Regions from separate parts of the Mus musculus genome. Here region 1 is linked to region 2. The links are chromatin contacts, called in public Micro-C maps. All regions are on one chromosome and are shown on one strand. The core of a region is the stretch at or near the end of the contact, and the rest is flanking DNA. Distances in the headings are between cores, read along the strand shown. Region 1 has its middle 14 kb from the start of Gm40050. Region 2 has its middle 54 kb from the start of Gm31154.

The links. Hi-C and Micro-C count contacts between places; a contact is called where the count stands out from the background.
Region 1: a contact with region 2 is called in a Micro-C map of muscle stem cells, with 7 times the contacts expected there. The contact joins two enhancer-like sites. A contact is called at or near these places in 1 of 15 datasets of contacts at CTCF or cohesin (the NIH/3T3 cell line) and 6 of 484 Hi-C or Micro-C datasets (adipose-derived mesenchymal stem cells, embryonic fibroblasts, muscle stem cells and 3 more).

The regions. Positions count from the first base shown.
Region 1 is chr3:54,585,014-54,588,844 of GRCm38.p6, reverse strand. No RefSeq gene overlaps it. Among named protein-coding and RNA genes, the nearest start is that of Gm40050, 14 kb to the left of the region's middle. Within about 2 kb of position 1,369, at least 87 of the 459 cell types and tissues checked have an H3K27ac peak or open chromatin away from gene starts, as enhancers often do. A contact at or near this core is called in the NIH/3T3 cell line, adipose-derived mesenchymal stem cells, embryonic fibroblasts and 1 more, where this site is marked.
Region 2 is chr3:54,479,043-54,482,924 of GRCm38.p6, reverse strand. It overlaps the pseudogene Gm5641. Among named protein-coding and RNA genes, the nearest start is that of Gm31154, 54 kb to the left of the region's middle. Within about 2 kb of position 2,479, at least 59 of the 459 cell types and tissues checked have an H3K27ac peak or open chromatin away from gene starts, as enhancers often do. A contact at or near this core is called in the NIH/3T3 cell line, adipose-derived mesenchymal stem cells, embryonic fibroblasts and 1 more, where this site is marked.

The sequences.
Region 1 (3,831 bases), core at 120-2,619, 110 kb before region 2:
GCAGCCATAGGTGGGGGCTGCTGTGCCTAGCTTGTTACGGTTCTGAAGGCTCCAGAGTCCAAGAGCAAGTCATCACCAAACTAGACTGTGGTGGGGGCTCACTCTGCTTTATAATAGTGCTTTGTCGATGCACCCTTACATGGTGGAATGGAGAAGCAATCTCTTCAATCAATAAGGGTACCAGTTCCACCCAGGAGAGCAAAGTTCTGGGGGCACTTAAACCACAGGCTTGCAAATACCACACAGCACCATTTATCATTGCTGTTCCTATCTCACACCGGTTCCCTCAGGCATCTGAACATACCTGATGCTCTAGGAAGGAAACCGGCATTGTCATCATGTCATGGCTGTTCATACCACCTGACACACCGCCAAAGACTTCATGCTTCAGTGGTCTGAGGTAGAAAACACACAGAGAAGCAGCCTGGGATTTGAACGTAGCAGCCCTGAGAGCAGCTGACTGCCAGCTGTGTCACATCGGGGAAGCATTTAAACTCATTTGCATGGTGGACTTATTAGTTACAAGTCTGTCACAGGGCTGTCATTTCAAAAAAGATGAAAAACATATTTATACTACAGCAACTCTAGCTTTTTTTTGTTGTTGTTGTTGTTATTTATCATTATTCCTAAGACAAGAGTCTGGTTCTTAAGGATTTTTCTACTACTAACAGAAAACAGACCCAAAGATAGAAGGGGGTGGGGGGCGGTTATTGGTTCCCCTGACTCAAAATTGAGGAGTGTCTGCTGCAGGAACGGTTTGATCAGGAGGACGAATTGTCCTCAGGTCCTGCTGTCTGTCTTTTCAGACATGTCTTTGCCTACATGTGGCTTCGTCTTACCTTCACATGACATCAGTAGCATGGTCAGACGCTGTAGACAACAGGCACCTCTACTAACAGGAACTCATTTCTTTCTGGACATTTCTGTGCAAACCACAGGATTCACCCTAATTGGACCTAGTTAGATGGCATGCTCATTTCTAAAACGAACTGGTTAGGATGACTGACTCAAATCTGAGTCACAGAAGCCTTCTCCAGAGCCTGGTGGCATAGGAGCGTGGGACTTATAACCAAGAGGAGGGCAGCAGGCACTGGGATAGAGAAGGCATTATACTGAGAGGTTTGATGCTTCTGAGATGACGCCATTTTCTTCCGAGAATGCTGGACTCGGGAGAGAAAGCGTTCATAGAAGGGACTGCCTATTTGCTTTAAAGTCATCTTCCCCTTCCCCTTGTTTGTCTGAATCCCGTAATTATAATATGCGCTACATCTTTCCTTTCCTTCTGGCAGATGGTTGTTCCCCATCTGTTTTGAATCGAGTGATGTATAGGAAAGCCACATTTTCCTAGGGAGGAGCCTGGCGAGCCGAGCCGCTCACTGGGTCTGCTTAGCACATTCTTCGTCTTAGCTTTAGGGCAAGATTTATACAGGGCACCGGCCAGCGTTTGCCCTGAAACGCTGCAGATGATTTAAGGTTTCACTGCACTTAAGCACTTTCCACAGCTAAAACCAAATGTTACATTCGCAAAGCTCTTCTGAGGCAGATAGTTAGCGTTTTTTTTTTTTTTTTTTTTTTTTTTTTTTTTTTTAAACAGGCGTAGCATGAGCGAGTTTGTATTTTTCTTAATCTAATTTCATGTACATTTGCTTATTTTAATAGTAATGCTGGATGTAGCAAATTGAAACTGAAATAATATTTATTTTCTAAATCCTATTTAAAAAAAAACCAATCACAGGTAACTACTTGTACTTTTTAAGTATCCGTTTCACAGAGGTGGTGGTGGTGGGGAACCAATTCACTTTTTAAAGAACGTCCTCTCACATAGTGCAAAACATCAAGTCACTTCAAATCTAGAGCTCTTCTTTTGAAGGAGGCAGATCATTCGAGACAGCTGTAGTCAGAATGCAGAGGACAGCTGACCCTGGGGTGCCCAGCTCCAACACAGCCTCTACAAGTAAGGCTCAGGGAGCATGGGAGAAGAGAGGGTCTACAGATAGTAAGAGTCCAATGATCAAGATACCTGATGTGAGATTGTTTTTTATATGAGACAATGAACTGCACCCACGGAACTGCACCAATACGATCTCCTAACGGAGACCTGTGCAAAGACAACTTGTTGACTTGCCGAGGTGGGTAGGGGAATCTCATATGGCCCCATCTCTAGACTGAGAGCTGCAGGCAGGGAACGGTGGATGTAATGGGAAGAATCAGTCTTCTTCAGGGACAAGGCCCCTGAGAGATTTCCCAGTTCCACACGGTCAGCCCTGAGCACGTGTGCATGTGCACATACGAGCAACAGCAAACAGACCCAGCCGGTTAAATGTATACGTCTGTCTGTGTGTAAGTAAAAATAATTAAAGAGCAAGAGGTCGTGATTTTAAGAGGGAACAGAGAGACATGGGAGAAGTTGTAGGTGGGAAAGGGAGCCATTAGAAAGGATAGAAATACTCATATATAATATTCTCAAAAAAGTGTTGGGCTGGTGAGATGGCTCAGCAGGTAAGAGCACTGACTGTTCTAAAGATCCAGAGTTCAAATCCCAGCAACCACATGTTGGCTCACAACCGTTCATAATGAGATCTGACGCCCTCTTCTGGTATGGCTGAAGTCAGCTACAGTGTACTTATGTATAATAATAAATAAATCTTTAAAAAAAAGTTTGGCATTTTAGATTAAAATATGATTGTTAAGAAGAGTGACGTTTAGAAAGAAGCCGGGCAGTCTGCAAAACTATAGTTATGATCAACTTGAAAGCAATGGGGTGACACACCCACCTAGGATAGCACGTCTCTACTGGGGCTCGCAGAAAGCAACACAAGGCTTTCAGATCTTGTAGTCTCCCCTCCCCCAGCCTGAAACCTGCTTGCTCAGGGGTGGAGCTTCCCGCTCAAACTTTTTGCCACGCCCACTGCTGGAACCTGTCGCTTTGCTGTTCCGAAGCCATCACGTGATCACCCTGCTACTGGACTCCAAGATTATTTGGTGGGAATTGGGCCCCTCCCCCTTCCTTTATAACTGAGTGCCGAAATAGTAAAAATTGAACCTTGAGCAGAGAGCTTTGTCTTGGTTCCTTCCTTATCTCGCGCAGCCCAGCCCCTCTTCTCTTCCAGGTTTCCAAAATGCCTTTCCAGGCTAGAACCCATGTTGTGATCTACTGGCCAGACACAACAAGATCTGATTTTGTTTTGTTTTATGCTTGCTTGCTGCTTTTTCGTTTGACTGTGTTGTCCCAGGAATAAGTGCTGTTCTGGTATCATTAAAGATCTGCGAGTGAATGCAGAAATCAACACCCCAGCTGACTGATAGAAGCTATTTTTCCTTTTTCATAGGTCTTTCCCTTTTTCTGTTACTGCTTGGTCGCCATCAATAAGTTTTCCCATCAGGACCAGAAGTTAATAAAAAGGTGGGTTTGGTTTGCCTTCAGTAACTGATGCCTGCCGAGATTGGGGCAAGGAAGAGAGTCACTGCCCAGGTATCTGGCCTATTAGACACTCAGTGACATCAGCAGGGAGCAGCGGTCCCCTTCTACAATCTGTCACATGTGCTGACAAAATGAAGAAGAAACTGGGAAGTTCTGTTGAATCTCCCACATACAACCGTGATGCGCAAGGTCTCGGTGCTGTGTGGTGCCTTTGTCTACTAGATAACAACTGCTTTGCTTTAAGCCCGGCTTCAACTTTTAAGATTTTCCCTGAAAATTTTTCTCACCTCATATGGATTTCAACTCTCAAGCCCGTGTTTAGGATTAAAGGTGTTACATGTTCAGTGTTTAGAAGGATGCTGGCAGATACCCGGTACTTTGTGAGTCTTTATCATAATTACAGAACAGAG
Region 2 (3,882 bases), core at 1,230-3,729:
TGAAAAGTTAAAAATTCCTTAATTTTTTATTCCTGGTACCACTACCACAATTTACAGGGCAATATACCTGATGTAATGAAAAGAAAAAGAAAAAGACAAAGCTACAACAGATAAAAGACCTCAGGAATGTACATCTAATTGACACTACATTGCATTAATCAATAGCTGCACTTTTTGCAAACTGTGGCTATGACAGTCCTGAACAAGAAGGGTTTCCTGTTTAAGCTGCAGTAACTTTTCTGACTATGGATCATCGTTCCTTCTGTGGCAGATTTTTACAGTTCCTCTAATGCATTTGGGACGACTGTCTCAAAGTAACCTGCAGCTTTCCTGACAACTCCTCGCTCTCTCTCCTGCTAAGAACTGTAGCCGTTTCTGTTTTATTTTAAAACCTTCTGCTACCATATCCACCACTTCCACCTCCAGATCCATAGCCACCACCATAGGGACTGCCTGAGCTTCTTCCACCAAAACTGCCCCCCTTCATGGGTCCATAATTTGATTGTTGCTGTCCACTATAATTTCCAAAGTCATTATAGTTTCCACCACCACCATAGTTACCTCCACCAAAATTTCCTCCTTCATTGTAACCATCATAGCCTCCTCCTCCACCACCATATCCACCACCCTGGTTTCCATATCCTGGTCCACCACCTCCATAACCTCCTCTACTGCTGTAACCAGGACCACCACCATAGTTGCCACCATCACCTCCAAATCCATTATATCCACCATCACCACCTCCATAACTACCTCTGCTGCCACCACCTCCACCACCATAGCCACCTCTTCCACCAAAGTTTCCTCCACGACCAAAGTTTCCTCCACCACCTCCAAAGTTTCCTCCACGACCCATAAAGTTGCCAGATCCACCTCCACGACCTCTCTGTGATCCAGCAGACTGCATCTCTTGTTTAGAAAGGGCCTTTTTCACTTCACAATTATGCCCATTAATAGTGTGGTATTTCTGAACAACAATTTTATCAACTGTGTCATGATCATCAAAAGTTACAAAAGCAAATCCTCTCTTTTTCCCACTCTGCCTGTCTTCCATAACCTCTATGGTTTCAATCTTGCCATACTTTTCAAAGTAGTCTCTCAGGTTATATTCTTCCGTATCCTCTTTAATACCACCAACAAAAATTTTCTTCACCGTTAAATGGGCACCAGGCTTTACAGAATCCTCTCTAGAAACAGCTCTCTTCGGTTCCACCACACGCCCATCAACCTTGTGTGGCCGAGCACACATTGCAGCATCCACCTCTTCAACACAAGAGTAGGTCACAAAACCAAAGCCTCTGGAACGTTTTGTTTGGGGATCTCTCATTACCACACAGTCTGTAAGTGTGCCCCATTTCTCAAAATGTTCTCTTAAGCTATCATCTGTGGTTTCAAAGCTCAGACCACCAATAAATAGCTTCCTCAGCTGCTCTGGTTCCTTTGGATCATGGCCCTCCATTTTGAGACCGGACTCGCCTCTTCCAACTCGAGTTCAATATGGGACCGAGAGCTGAACATTTCTTAAGGTGCTTCTCAGCCCTTCCAGTTTCCACAGTTGATAATTCTGTTTAGATCTGTTCCCCATTTTTAATAGGGTTATTTGGTTCTCTTGAGACTAACTTCTTGAGGTCTTTGTATATATTGGATATTAGCCCTCTATCAGATTTAGGATTGGTAAAGATCCTTTCCTAGTCTATTGGTTGCTGGAGGATTCCCCTGAGCAGCAGTAGTGGTTTTACCTGCGCTTACAGGCTTGTCTGCATTTGTGGAATGCCAGCTCTCTCCCAGTGCTATTTGGGTATGGAGCTCTGTGGCAGAGGATCAGCTCCGGGTCAGTGTCCCAGGCCACTCCTTGGTTCCTCTAAACACTCTGCTTCAATATGAGTTATAGGTAGAGGTGGTATTAACACATCTCCAAAATTGCACTCCTCAAATGATGCTGAAAATCTCCATAACCTGTTGTATAAGCCTTTGATGTATATTATGCTCTTTATCCCTCTTAGTCAGGAGGGAAAGGAGACACACAACTTTAGCCTTATGGTACATTTTTGCTAGGAACTAAGAGTTCACTGCCAGGTGGGTGTATCCAAAAGTAGTATTCATAAAACACACTTTGTAGTTGTTGTAGTAATGGAGTACTTCAGTGCATGAAGACAGTGTGCTGGGAGCGGAGGACAATGTAATTTAGTGAGCTCACATGGGAGGTACGGGAACACTGGAAGTCAGGCCTGGAGCTGGGCTGGGGGCATTGGAGGGCTCTGAATGTCCTGGTGAGATCAATGTTTAACGTGAAGCCATGGAAGATTTTTATGGCTGTACAAGCTGTGACTTAGAACAGTTGGGGAAAATGATTAAAAGGAGACAAGAAGCAGGGAGATGACTAAGAGACTATTTTAACATTTTGTCTCAGACCAGAGTAGGGCATTTGGTCATCGGGAGACTCCGCGGTGAGTCTGTGTCTAGGAATGCAGCAGTGCATTATTAAGCAGTGCGTTCAGGAGGAAGCTGCCCATGTGCTACTCTTGGACAGTCTTCAGATGTGTGTAAGAGATGTCCAGGCAGATGACAGTCAGAATTTGCTGCTCAAATTCCTGGGGAAAGGCTATTGTCGTTATTCCACCTCTTGTGGCTCATCTGTTTGTTTGTTTTTCTTGGCTGCTTCAAGCTCATCTCTGAGTTGGGCATATTTTTCCTTGGGTATCTAACATCCATGTTTCACATGTAAGGTTTTTAAAAAAAAAACAAACCCTTATTCTATGTATGTGTTGAGGCCAATAGCTTAGGTTATCACTGAAAATAATAGTCCCAAGGTCTTAGGAGAATATTGGGAACAGTACCACACAACCCATGGCAGCCCTTAGCTACAAGCCCGAGTCAGCTTGGAGATAAAAATGTGGCAAGTATAGGCAGCCTTAACCATCACTTTTGCACAATGGAAGACCTAGTGTTGACCAGCCTGGGTAACTTTAGTGTGTGGCAAGGTCTCAGATTTACCCTTAGTGGTTAGATGCCGTTGCAGTGATCAGCATAGATGGTTGGTAGCCTGGAGGAGAGAGCCTGATGCTTGGGGTGTGGACCCTGAGCTGGTTACTTTTATATGAATGAATAGGCATACAGCATTAGATGGTTTTCAAACCATCATTATTGTGGTTTGAAAAGCATTTTTAAGTAGATCCTCTCATCTTCTCAAATCCTCTGCATCCTGCCCCCTTGTAATCTCCCTTCAAACTTTGCTTTCATGTCCTGTGTGTCCTATTTTCTCTCCCCTGCCTTTCTCAGAATATCCTTTACCCCCCCTCCCCTTTTCCTGCATTTGCACCCGTTCCAAGCTGGGGCCCACATAGGAGAAAGTGCGTGTGGTATTTACCTTTCTGGGCCTGAACTGCCTCTGTAAGTATAATAATTTCCAGATCCCCTCTTTTTTGCATATTTTATAGTCTGAATTTTCTTTGGAGCTGAATACAATTCCATTGTGTATATATTACCACATTTCACTATCTCGTCATCTGTTACTGGGCATCCTTGCTGGCTCCATTTCTTTGCCGTTGTGAATCGAGCAGCAGCAAACATAAATATAAAATCTTCTGTGAAGGACATGGGGTCCTCTGGGAACCCAAGGAGTGGTCTAGCTGCAGAATAAGGTAGTCTTTTTTTTTTTTTAATTTCTTGAGACTACTCTAAAGTGATTTTCACAATGGCTACACTAGTTTGCAATCACACCAGCAGTGAGTAAGGGTCTCCTTTTCCCCTCAGCCCTCTGGCATTTCTTATCTGAGTTCTTGATGACTGCTATTCTGAACAGGCTAAGGTGGTGTCTCAGGGAAGTTACAATTTCCATTTTGCCAGTGGCTGTAGATGCTGAATACTTTAAAAATGCTCATT